Regions from separate parts of the Mus musculus genome. Here region 1 is linked to region 2. A link is a contact called in public Hi-C data. All regions are on one chromosome and are shown on one strand. The core of a region is the stretch at or near the end of the contact, and the rest is flanking DNA. Distances in the headings are between cores, read along the strand shown. Region 1 has its middle 14 kb from the start of Frzb. Region 2 overlaps Dnajc10 (DnaJ heat shock protein family (Hsp40) member C10).

What was found. A called contact is a pair of places that touch in the nucleus more often than the background predicts.
Region 1: a contact with region 2 is called in a Hi-C map of Th2 cells, with 2.5 times the contacts expected there. The contact joins two enhancer-like sites. A contact is called at or near these places in 1 of 39 promoter capture datasets (hippocampal neurons), 3 of 484 Hi-C or Micro-C datasets (Th2 cells, group 2 innate lymphoid cells and pre-hematopoietic stem cells) and 2 of 9 other capture datasets (adipose tissue and pancreatic islet).

The regions. Positions count from the first base shown.
Region 1 is chr2:80,458,749-80,464,671 of GRCm38.p6, reverse strand. No RefSeq gene overlaps it. Among named protein-coding and RNA genes, the nearest start is that of Frzb, 14 kb to the right of the region's middle. Within about 2 kb of position 2,636, at least 7 of the 459 cell types and tissues checked have an H3K27ac peak or open chromatin away from gene starts, as enhancers often do. A contact at or near this core is called in Th2 cells, where this site is marked.
Region 2 is chr2:80,319,358-80,325,949 of GRCm38.p6, reverse strand. It overlaps Dnajc10 (DnaJ heat shock protein family (Hsp40) member C10), which reads right to left. Exons shown (of 23, transcript NM_024181.2): 4 at 4,656-4,706; 5 at 1,208-1,290; 6 at 824-955; 7 at 239-332. Among named protein-coding and RNA genes, the nearest start is that of Dnajc10, 7.2 kb to the right of the region's middle. Within about 2 kb of position 1,464, at least 16 of the 459 cell types and tissues checked have an H3K27ac peak or open chromatin away from gene starts, as enhancers often do. A contact at or near this core is called in Th2 cells, where this site is marked.

The DNA of each region.
Region 1 (5,923 bases), core at 1,387-3,886, 140 kb before region 2:
TTGAGTACTTGTAAGCTCTCACACAGGAAAGGATGGGCAGTAATTTACTATCCAATTTCTTTAATGAAAAGCTATAAGCAATGTGGGGAAATGCAGAGGCGAGTCTGAGTAGAGAAGAGATCCCATACAGCAGATACCATGAAACCTGGAATGCTTTGAGCCACCCAGAGGAGGCAGAATTTTCTTTCAGATGGAAAGAGAGAGAAATGATGATTTCAAGGGCAAACACTCATAATTGCTAGCATGGATTAGGGTTTATCAAGCATGACTGTAATTGCCTAAACATTTAAATTTATTTTTCGTAACAACCATATGTAACCAAGGGCTGTTATAATGTCAACAGGTGAGTGAATCAAGACTAAGAAAGGTTAAGACATTTGCTCAGGGATACGGGTCCAGAGAATTGCTGCCTTTGGCGACTGTGGGAAGGGACTACACTACAAAGTGCTGAGTCAGAGAAGATAGAGGTCCTCGGGATTGTTTCAGAAGTAAGTCATACAATGCTTGCTCTGTTTATAAGCTCCGTAACTTCAGCTGGTTGCCTGTGCTGTCACCCTCTCAAATTCTTTGTAAAAATGTATCCTGTCAACATTTTAAGGGGGAAAGGTTACAGAAGTTTATCTTTGGATATAGCAATGCAATTCAGCCTGAGGTCAAAAGAAAGTCAAAGATGGTAGATGAGTCCATGAAACCTGTAGCAGAAGAAAATTCAAGGCACACGTTTTTGGCAACAGTGGAGACCTTGGAGGTAAGCAGATAACTACAGTAACTGCAGACCAAGGGAGGGAGCAGATATGGTGTTGCTCAGAGTATGGGGTGTTCTTTTCTGTAAGTTTGGAAGGAAGGAAGCTTTCTGAGAGTTTGGAAGTTCTTAGGCTCATGTATACGTCTGTATTCTTACGTTTTCTCATTCATGACCACATCACCACATTCCCTAACCACCCCCCTGCCAGCTACTCCTGGCCTACTTGGCTTTGCCCATAGAAGAATTTACAGACTAGGAAAAAAATATCTATTCACAAGTAGACCAGGATGACGAGTTATTGATGATAGGCACCACGCACTGTAAGGACTAGTGGCACACAGAAAAAGTTATGATATGGCCTTTGATCTTGACACAGTGAAAGCTGATTCAGGCCTGTATAACAAGAGTCAGCAGGCAGTGTTGGCACACGCCTTTAATCCCAGTACTTGGGAGGCAGGGGCAGGCAGATTTCTGAGTTCGAGGTCAGAATGATCTACAGAGTGAGTTCCAGGACAGCCAGGGCTACACAGAGAAACCCTGTCTCGAAAACAAACAAACAAACACCAAAAAAAAAAAACAAACAAACAGACAAACAAACAAACAAAAGAATGTGGTTCTCCAGTGGAGGCCACTGTAAACTATTAGGATAAGGAAAGGACTTCCCTAAATTGATCTTAGTTGTCACCTCAATGGTTGTGAGCTTTCGTGTGGTTGTTGGGAATTGAATTTTAGGAACTCTGCTCGTTCCAGTCGGTCCCGCTCCCTCAGGCCCAAAGATTATAAATAAGTACACTGTAGCTGACTTAAGATGCACCAGAAGAGGGCATCAGGGTGTGAGCCACCATATAGTTGCTGGATTTGAACTCAGGACCTTCGGGAGAGCCATCTCACCAGCCCCTTGAGAAATAGTTTTGTGTTGACTTGGGAAGAACAAGGGGTGGGCTCTGTGGAAAGGAGATGTCACAGGGTGGCATCACTTGGTGAGGAGAGCATGGCCTAAATTGTTGGAGTATGTCATGGCATAAACAATCCTGGCACAACCCCTAAGGACTTTCCTAAAATGTTAAAAGGTACATCTTACCCCAGGGTTTCTTCTTATGCTTCTTCAAGGAGCATGAATCTGAGGAGGCTGACCAGGACTCTGGGTGCATCCTTGTGCTGGAGCGTCAGATGGGCTTTGCTGAGCTGGGTCCTTCCTGGAGCTCTGATATGAGGGTCAAAGTGGGTAATTTCCAAGAGTTGTTTGTGTCCCCTCACCACTGGAGAGCTGGATCTCATTTCACTAGGAAACTGTATTGTGGAATTTAAAACTCATTATATTTTTCAAATCAATCTCTCTGTCTCCCTTCCCCTATTTTTGTTTGTTTGTTTGTTTGTTTGTTTGTTTGTTTTGAGACAGTGTCTCACTATGTAACTCTGACTATCCTGGAAGATACTATGTAGGTCAGGCTGACCCAAACTCACCCCACTTCCAAGTCCCAAAGTGGAAACAGTTTCATGAAATGTTTGTAGTAACAGAATAAAGAAAGTTGTAAGTCAAGGTGCTTTTCAAATACATCAGTGGAAACTCTGTAGGCACTTACACAGAAGCAGAGGACTCTCAGCTGTGGACCTCAAACATGTCCCGATGACTCCTAGCTCTTTTCTTTGTAGAGGCTACAGATTTGCTAATACATTCAGAAATCTTTTATCCTTTAGTCAAGGCCGGCACAGAGATGAGAACAGAATGGCTATTTAGAAGGCTAAAGCCACATTGTAACTAGGCTCTGAGTCTGCAACAATGGCCTACGTGTCCTTTTAAGTATCAATCAGTCGATCAGACTTTGAGGTTTCAGGTTGAATATGTAACCACTTTCTGGAAACGTTCATTCTGACAACCCAAGTTAGAAATGAGTCACAGCAGAGAAAACCAGAGATGTTGTCACTGATACGAGTTCATTGGAGAACCATGGCCGAGTCTGTGAGTCCTGGTCCTTTGGGTTTCCTTTGTAGGCTCCTCAAAGTGAGGACACCAGGCCGGATGAAGTCAGAGTTCCAAGGAAAGTGTCCAGAGACCTTCGTTTACTCACAAAAGTTGCTTTTCTGTCTGGGCTGCTCCTGTATTGTTATTCCCCGGGGAAGAATGGGTGGGTGCTTTCTCTATCTGGAAATAGGTTCTTTCTTTCTCCAGACACAGAGCTCACGCTAGCACCTTTCCTCGCCCCAAAGCTTCTCGAATTCTTTCTCTATTTCTTTCCCTGCTTGCGGGGCTTCATGCTGTGCTGAGCACAGGCAACCTTCAAACCTTGTTTTTCTTGAAAATTTTAAGCAAATATTTACTTTTTCTATGTCTAGCCTTTTAAAATAGAGACGATGCAGATTTCCTTGTGGTGAAGCTGATGTTGGGAACACACAAAAGTCAGGCACAGGTGAAAGCATCCACCCTTGTTTCCTTCATTTCTCCTAAGAATTTATTTCAGAGAGTGGCAGTAGCCTTAGTGATAAAATAACAATATTAGCTGTAATAATTTACAAATACAAAATGGAAACACTTAACATGCGTTAGATCTGTAGATGAAGTGAAAAAAAAATCCTAATTCTTCTCTCAGGAGAGAAGAGGTAATTTAGATACGTGGAAAACATGAAGTCCATAAATGCTTTAAGAACATTGTAGTTGTTTAAGAAAAACAAAACAAAACAAAACAAGTTCACTCATAAACAGAACCTAGACATTTCTCGTTCCTTAGAGTAGGGATTCTCAGCCTTCCTAATTTACTGTGTCCCTTGGATACAGATCCTCCAGGCTGTGGTGACCCCACAACCTTAAGCTTAGTTTTGTTCCTACTTCGTAACTGTAGTTTTGCTACTGCTATAAATCATAATGTAAATATCTGATATGCAGGATATCTGATAGGCAACCCCCGTGAAAGGGTCTTTCAAACCGAAAAGGGGCCATGACCTACAGGTTGCGACCCACTGCATCAGCGCAGCAATACTTGAATAAAAGCCATTGGTTAGTGGCCCACTGAGGTTTCTCCTCTCTAATGGTAACTTAACTCTTCTGTGAAGTTGCTGGTTGCTTTCCTCATAGCTTACTGTATGAACTGTTGTAATCATATGCATTTCTGCCTGATTCTTGAAGACTTTAGGGACTGTCTTAGCCTACCACTCACTGGCTTGACCACGTGCTTCCGAGCAAAGACACTTGCAAGCAAGATGCGTATAGATCATGGCATTCCTGTCTGGCCTCTTGTTGTGAGTGACATTTTTAGCCACAGGTCACACTCACGAAATTGGTGATGTGGAACAGACTGACATAGTTCCTTGCATTCTGCCCAACCCTGGCAATTATGGTCTCAAAGATACTTCTAACTAAAACTTTTGGATCTAGAAGAGGAAATGAAATGTCCTGCAAACCACATGTTTGTTGGTGAGAAAAGGAAGATAAAATGAAACTATGGACCTGTAATGTGGTGAAATGAAATGTCAAAACTTCACTCACAAGCAAAAAATTATTTCATAGGTACACACTGAAGCTCTTGGTACATTAAAAGGGAAGAAATAAATACAATCACTGTAACAGCTATGGATTGTAAAGGCCTCAAAAGCAGTTTCTTCATGTATCAAAACTGCCCTGTTAGTGGGCTTCCTTGTTTGGCCTCAATAGATGAGATGCACCTAGTCTTACTGCAACCTGATATGCCAAGGCTGGTTGATAGCCATGGGAGGATTCCAATTTCCTGAGGAGAAGGAGAAAAGGGATGGGTGTGGGGAGGGTGGAGAGGGAGAAGATGGGAGGAGATGGGAGGAGAGGAGGGTGGGGAAGCTCTGATCTGGATGTAAAGTAAATAAATAACAATAAAAAATGGCTTGTTAATTATTTTCCATCCTCCAGTCTTTCAAAACCTCATCTTTCAATTACTCTCACAACTTAACCAAAGAAAACAGGCATGCAGCCTGGTTTGTGGGGCAGCTTCACGCGAGTCACTTGAAAAAATGTTGTTTATACATGGCTTTGTTTTATTTTATTTATTGATTGATTGATTGAAATAGAGCTCATGTAGCCCAGGCTGGGCTCAGACTCACTAAGCCACTAAAAATGTCCTTGAATGTCCGTTCCTTCCTCTTTCCTCCACCTCCTGGGTGCTAGGGTTACAAGTGTGCACCACCACCTGGTTTAGGTGGTGCTAAGGATCAAACCCAAGGCTTCATGAGCGCTAGGCAAGTGCTCTGTCAGTGACATTCCAGCCCTATATGACTGAGTTTTTAAGGATTGAGGTCAATGCTTGTCTTAGTTAAGGTTCCTGTTGTGATAAATCACCACAACTAAAATCAACTTGGGAAGGAAAGGGTTTATTTTATCTTATAGCTTATCCTTCATTATCCAGGGAAATTGAGGCAGGAGCTCTGGGAAATCAGGCTTGGGAACCTGGAGGTAGGAACTGATGCAGAGGCCATGGAGGAGTACTAGCTTGCTCCCCATGGCTTGCTCAGCCTGCTTTCTTAGAGTACCCAGGAACACAAGCTCACTACACAAAGTGAGCTGGGTCCTCCCACATCAAATGTTCTACAGGCTTGCCCACAGACTAACCTCTGGACATTTTCTCAATTGAGTTTCCCTCTTTCAAAATGATTATGGCTGTGACAAGCTGACATAAAACTAGCCAGCACAATGTTTGACCACACTCTCCTTTTGAACACACTTGACTGGGTCTCCCTGGATTCTTCAGCTTCGATGACATCTCACTGTAACATAAGCAATAGCTTAGTTAATCTTCCCTCAGCAAAGCTACAGGGTTGGCTGTTATACCAGTTTGTCTATGTTGTAGAGAAAACCTATTAGAATTTAGGTTTTATGGTGGTCTGGACCCTGATTTGCTTCTTGCATTATTGACCACAGCCCAATGCAGCCTGGTACTTAGAAAATATGTACTGAGGGCTCAGTGCATGGGAGTTGGGGGTTGGAAATGAATAGATTCTTTTTCTCAGGGCAACAATATTTTTTTTTTGATATCTTCTTCAGAGAGTTTATTCTGCTTTGTCTCCCAAAGAACTTTTTTTTTTTTTTTTTTTTTTTTTTGGTTTTTCGAGACAGGGTTTCTCTGTATAGCCCTGGCTGTCCTGGAACTCACTTTGTAGACCAGGCTGGCCTCGAACTCAGAAATCCGCCTGCCTCTGCCTCCCGAGTGCTGGGATTAA
Region 2 (6,592 bases), core at 215-2,714:
ATGTCCTCCCATCTCACAGCCCTCTACACCTGAATTGCAGTAGTCCTTACGTAAACCCAACCAGCCTGTTCAGTGTACAAGGCAGCAGCAACCTGAGCAGTGACACACTTCCTTTCTAAGAAGTGCAGAAAAAGATACTGTAAAGTATCATTACTGTGACCCAAATCAACTCTCACTGTAAATTCAAAATACTGATTTCCAAACATGACTGAAAAGCACGCAATTAAGGAAACCTTACCTGTTGACAGCTCTGTCACTGTGCTCCTGACGTGCTGCATGGCGAAGGCCACTAAGCTCTCCTTTGACCGATCTCCATTGTACTTCACTGCAGCCTGATGGTTTTATAAAAACATTTATTACTTCTTCATTTCAAAAGCCTACCAAATACCTATATTTAACATTGTTTTGAATAATGCAGGAAGTTCTAATTTTAAACAACACAGTGCATTTACAAATAATACTTAAGAGAGCTGTGACAGTACAAATCATATAGAATACTCTTTTGCACCATTTGTAACAATTTTAGCTTCAGTTTTATCCACAGAAATTGGAAAAAAGGAAGATTAGCACTTTCTATCCCATGAGACAGCACCTAAAATACATTATAAACCATAAAACATAATATGCACATTAAATAAATATCCTTTATGACAGGAACTGATGGTCCCTAAAAAGTTTCATAAAGCAATACAAAAATGTTTATTATAAATTAGCTCCTAAAGTAAGAAAAAGCAGAAACAGCCTAAAAGTTTAGATATTGTTTTCTCTAGTATTTCGCTGGTTATAAAGTTTCACAAATCTTAAAAACAGAGATATCCCTTACCATTCCAGACCTAAAGATGAAGAGGCTGGGGTAGCTGTTAACTCCTTTCATTCGGCAGAGCATCCGATCATCACCACAGTTGACAGCTCCGATTCGAAGCAACCCATCCACTTCTTTAGCAAATTCTCTCCACTATGACAGTAAAGAAAACAAGTGTTTCTTTGGTAATGTTTCTTAAGAACTCTTGAGCATACTACACTTTATATAATCTTAAAGGGGAAACATTTTACTAGATAAAACATTTAGTAAAAGTATATGATAATGATTTCACAGTCAGTTACTAACACAAAATAACTTCCAACATACAATAATAAAAAAAGAAAGAACACATAAAACATCAACTAGGAAAAAGGCTTTAATGGCTGGGTTATTAAACATACGTACAGTGGGGGCTAAATCATGGCAATGCGAACATCCTGGGGAGTAAAAGTTTACAAACCACAGTTCTCCAGAGTTGACAGCAGCATCTGAAAGCACATAAGCCTAGTTACAGCACACTTCAATCACAAACCATTTTGCTAAGATCAAAATGAAAAAAAAAAATCAGTCCTAAATAGTTCACTGCCTTACTTCCTGTGGTTCTTTTCAAATGTCAAGCCCATGTAACTTTACAACCTCTCCTACATCTATACTTGAATGAGTAGCAGCTTTGTAGGGGAATGACTGCCATGAAGCCATACGTGTGGCACAGGAGCTAACAGCCAGGGCTTATGCCAGTCTGTGCACATAGGAGATAAAGAGGAGCACCAGAGCTGAGATTACAGCTCTTCTACCCCCACAGCGAGGCTCAGGAAGCCAGGGCCTCTCACAGACGCTGAGCTTGATCTTTGAGGCAGGTCTCACTGTATAGCCCTGGTAGCCTGGAATTTGCTATGAATACCAAGCCTGCCTTTAAAACACAGGTATCCTCCTGCCTCTGGCTCCAAGTACTGAGATCAATGGTGTGTGCTAGGGACCTGTACAACAGAGTAAAGATTACAGTGATTAAATTAAACCCTTTTCCTAAGTAAGATCTTTACCTTTGAAAAGCAAGTTACTTAAAAATGCAAAGTAAAGAATTCTGTCATTTAAACATCAATACATATTTTCCTAACATAGATATGAAGCATCATGAAGCCAGCAGCATAGAACTATAGAATGAATTGACGAAGACAAACTTATGATTTTAAGGAAGGCTCACTCTAATATTCTAGATAAAAATGTGAGGGCAATTTGCTTTAAGAGTCTTCATAACATTTAATACCCAAATCAGTTGTCAGTGTTTTTAAAATAAAATGTCCATAAATTATAACTATTAGGGATTGTGTACTATTTTTGCGTAACTGACTGGATAGCTGAAAACATCCAGAAACACAATTCAGTGGCAGGGTGGTTCTGTGGAGAAGCAGTTCATGTACACATTGCATGCAAGAGTGCGTAACTTAGCCTTTTCCTCAGTCCTTCTCTAGCAGACTTGAGGACCTGTTAATCTACCTAGGTGATCTCAACAAATGTCACGGCTTAGACCAACAACTGGTTTTAATTTAGGGAAAGTCTTCAACAGAGTTAATGAAAATCTCCATAGAAAAAGAGATCCTTTTATGAATTATAAACACACGAGATGGAGTATCTATTGCTGTATGCATCCCTGAGTCAGAAGCACTTCTAATCTCGGCAATAAGTACTGGCTCAGTTCTTACTGCCTATGTAGTAGTAAGATTAAAAATACACTTTCATTTCATTTATTCATTTCATAGATTTGGAAACAAATATAGTTTTGCTATGTTGTCTAATCTAGGCAGGAATGCCTCCTGCCTCAGCTTCCCATGTCGCTGGGCTCACAGGATAGATAGGCCACTGTCCTGGGCTCACAGGATAGGCAGGCCACTGTCCTGGGCTAAAAGTGTTTTTAGAAGCGAAGTAAAGTAGCACAATGAAATGCTTTTATATTAACTCAGTAATAGAAAACAGAGCAAGAATATTTAAAAATGCAAATTTCTTTTAAATCACAAAGCCAGACTATCTATTAATATCTTGTGCAATAGCTTCTACTAGTACAGAAAATACAGCACTGTCTTAAGTTCCTCTTTCTTGAGCCATCTTCAAAAGGATGCCTGAACTGCGGCCTTATTTCATGAGATGTTTTCTACCTTTCAAATACAGTTTAGAACTCGATCACAACCGATGTACTGTTGTACTGTGACAAAGAAAAAGACAGCATGCATGTGCTTAATGGAAAACAGGATTTCTCACAAAAGGAAAAGATTCTGACAACTTTGAAATTAATGCTCACTAACTACTACTGTCGCTTCTCAAGTGAGGTCACACATTTGCCGTTCCTTGCCTGGCAAAAGTGAACTATGTAATTTATAGATTAAACTTCTCAGTAGTAACAACTGGAAACTAGACAAACTATAAAGACCTATGTTGAAAGCCTGAGGCAGGTGTAGTAAGGAAACCCAATGCCAATACATGGAATGGTGGAAATCTGAGTCAGTACTGGCCACTGCTAGAAGAGATGCCTGGGCGGCAAGAAAGGCAGAGATTTCAATAGATTAATCAGCTAGAAGGAGAAAAGGACTTAAGGGTACAGAGGAAGGGCTCTGCAAGTAGAGATGAACTGGGGCATGACCACAGCTTGTGACCATTTTGTTCTATCTGAATAGAGCTGATTTGAGAGTACTGGGGACTATCCCAGAAGTCACTAAGAATACACATATCATTTAAAAATGATTCTATCATTATTTATTGGGAGACTGAATAACTCAACAACAGAAAAAATGGCAGTAAAAACTCACGAACAAGCCCTGTGGTGACATCTGCCCAAATACAAGTTGTCTCCAGAACCCACATTTGTCATCTCTCCACCTTTTGATCTAAAATGTCAGGATCATCTTATCACAATCTCCTGACGTGAAGAACGAAGCTAGTAGTAGTTAACTATCTCTGAATTATCTCTAGGGTTTCATGGCTAAATTTAAAATTACCATTTGGGGTTCTAAGTGACCTAATTAGGAGGCCCTTTTCTGCCAACATAAACCTTAGTAAAGTCTTATTTTTGGTGGTCTCACACAGCAGCCAGTTGCAGGTTTGGTTCGGTTCCTCTGATTCAATATGCAATCTCCTGTTTCCTAGCCACAAATGGTCCACAAAACATTTACAGATGAGTCAGACTAAGAACCACACAGGAAAAGCTACAGAGCTATTTAACCACATAGTATAATACAGGTATTAGTTTTATCTGGCAATAAATCGAGTTCCCCTATTTCTTTTGTAGGAAAGATGTTGATATATTCATATACACAACTTTCAATGGGTAAGAAGTATTAACATTTCTAAAATTTTATTTTACATATGTGATAGTTCCGCAAAGCATCGAAATCCTTGAAACTATAGTTAGCAATGGTCGTGACACCATGTGGGTGTTAGGAATTGAATCCAGGTCTCTGAAGAGCACTGGGCAGGCAAATTCTCTAGCAGTAGTTTTCCTAATGCTGCAACCTTTCATGTTGTGGTGACTACCAACCATACATTTATTTTGTGTTATGTCATAACTGTAATTTCACTGATGTTGTGAATCATGTATATGTCTGATATGCAGATGGTTTTAGGTGATCCTGTAAAAAGGTTGCTGATTCCTCAAACTGAACTCACTGCTCTAGCCCCATGCTGGTGCTTTTATTTTGAAACAATGAACCATACGCTTCTCTGAAAAGTTTAATGGATCATGTACATCATATTCTTTTTTAAAACCTGAAGAATTTCTAACTTCTGATTACATTTAGACTGGTGAGTTTTGGGTAAGAGATGTGATTTGTATGTAAGTCAGAAAGTCATATGCCTATAAACTTACCAAATTCTCTTCTTTCTAATGTTATGATTTCAGGATCATCATCGTAAATACCTAATTTTAAAAGTGGATAAAAAAAATCATAAAATTAAAACTTCATTAAAACAAATCACTACATAAAAGATTATACACTCTTGCCTTAGCTATACAAAAATCAGGTAGTTACACTGAATTTCAAACTTGAAAACTAGATGTCAAATTAAGAGAAAAGCCAACGGTAACTCTGACGACTGATGACTCGTTCGAGACTGCCATCAGCTTGGGAAGCTCCTTCCTAATCACCCATTGGAATCCGTACGAATAGGCTCCTAATTGCCTTCTCCAATGAACTCCCTGTTTTGCTTTGTTACTTTTAAAAATAACCACAAACTCACTAGAAGTTGCAAAAAAATGGACTGGAGAGCTGGCTCAGTGATCAAGAACACTGGCTGCTCTTCCAGAGGTCCTGAGTTCAATTCTCAGCAACCACATGGTGGCTCACAACCAAACACCTGTAATGGCATCTGATGCTCCTTCTGATGTGTCTAAAGACAGTGACAGTGTACTCATATGGCTAAAATAAATGAATAAATGTTAAAAAAAAAATGTTTCAAACACAGCACAAGTTCTTATGTACCCTTCACCTAACTTCTCCTAAAGATGACATGCTATTCAATATATGGTATCACTTTAAAATGTTATATTGCTTAAAATCCTATACTATAAAATTTTACTATGGCTAAACTCAATGTGAGAAAACTCCTTAAACTCCTTTTTTTTTTTTTTTACAGAGGCCACTTGTAAATAAATATTTTGGACTTTATAGGACATTATAGGACACAGTTTCTGTGTTGTTGTTTGGTTTTGTTTTTAAACACAAATACTCAATTCTGCCCTTATAGTCTTATAGACGTCATAAACTAAGCAAATAGCAAACCAGGTCTTGCTGGAGAAAGTCAGTTGATAATATATTTAAATATTTTCAAAAGCAAATCAAGTCTTGAGTAAATTGCAGTAATAAATTTATTTTCTTTATCCTAATATAAAAGCATGTCAGGTCTTAGCCTGCATTTGAAGCTAACTAGTGACAAGATGAAACACTGGTTCTGTGACCTGTGACCTGATGTGACTTCGATCTTTTCTTCCTCGTTCCCTTCTTTCCTTTGTGACCCCCTCTCCTCTTGTTTTTCTTGCTTAATCTTGTCACCATGTAAAATCATGGTCAACAAAGGTGTCACACAAGGAGGATGGACGGTGCTTTTTTTTAAAATTAGATATGTTCATTATTTAAATTTCAAATGTTATCCCCTTTTCTAGTTTCCTCTCCAAAAATCCCCTATTCCCTCCCTCCTTCCCCCTGCTCACCAACTCACCCACTCCTCCTTCCTGGCCCTGGCATTTCCCTATACTGGGGCTTAGAATCTTTGCAAGACCAAGGGCTTCTCCTTCCACTGATGACCGACTAGGCCATCATCTGCTACATATGCAGCTAGAGACACGAGTCCCACCACGTGTTTTCTTTGGTTGGTGGTTTAGTCCCAGGGAGCTCTGGGAGAGGACAGTGTTTTTACCACATAAGCTGCCATTATACTTAAAAAGTTCAGCTTTTGTTGGAACACGTAATGTAATGCTCTTCAAAGTTTTGAAAAGCTTTAATAGTTAACTTCTAATGCAACATACAGCATAAAACACTCAGTTAACAGGAACCATACATATGAATATTAAGTTTAATCTGACCAATATACCCTCATGTATGTATAGTATTTTCTGAATTCTAACCCACTTACCTTTCAACTCAGCTTGAGAGTACATTAGAAAACACTAATCACAGTAACATATATGAAATGTACAAACTAAATAGTAGAACAAAACTCACTTTTCTTTCACTCATACTAAGAAAGACTTGAGGTGGGGAGACAGCCTGGTGGGAGAGCATAAAGTCCCAGCACGGGTGAGGGAGG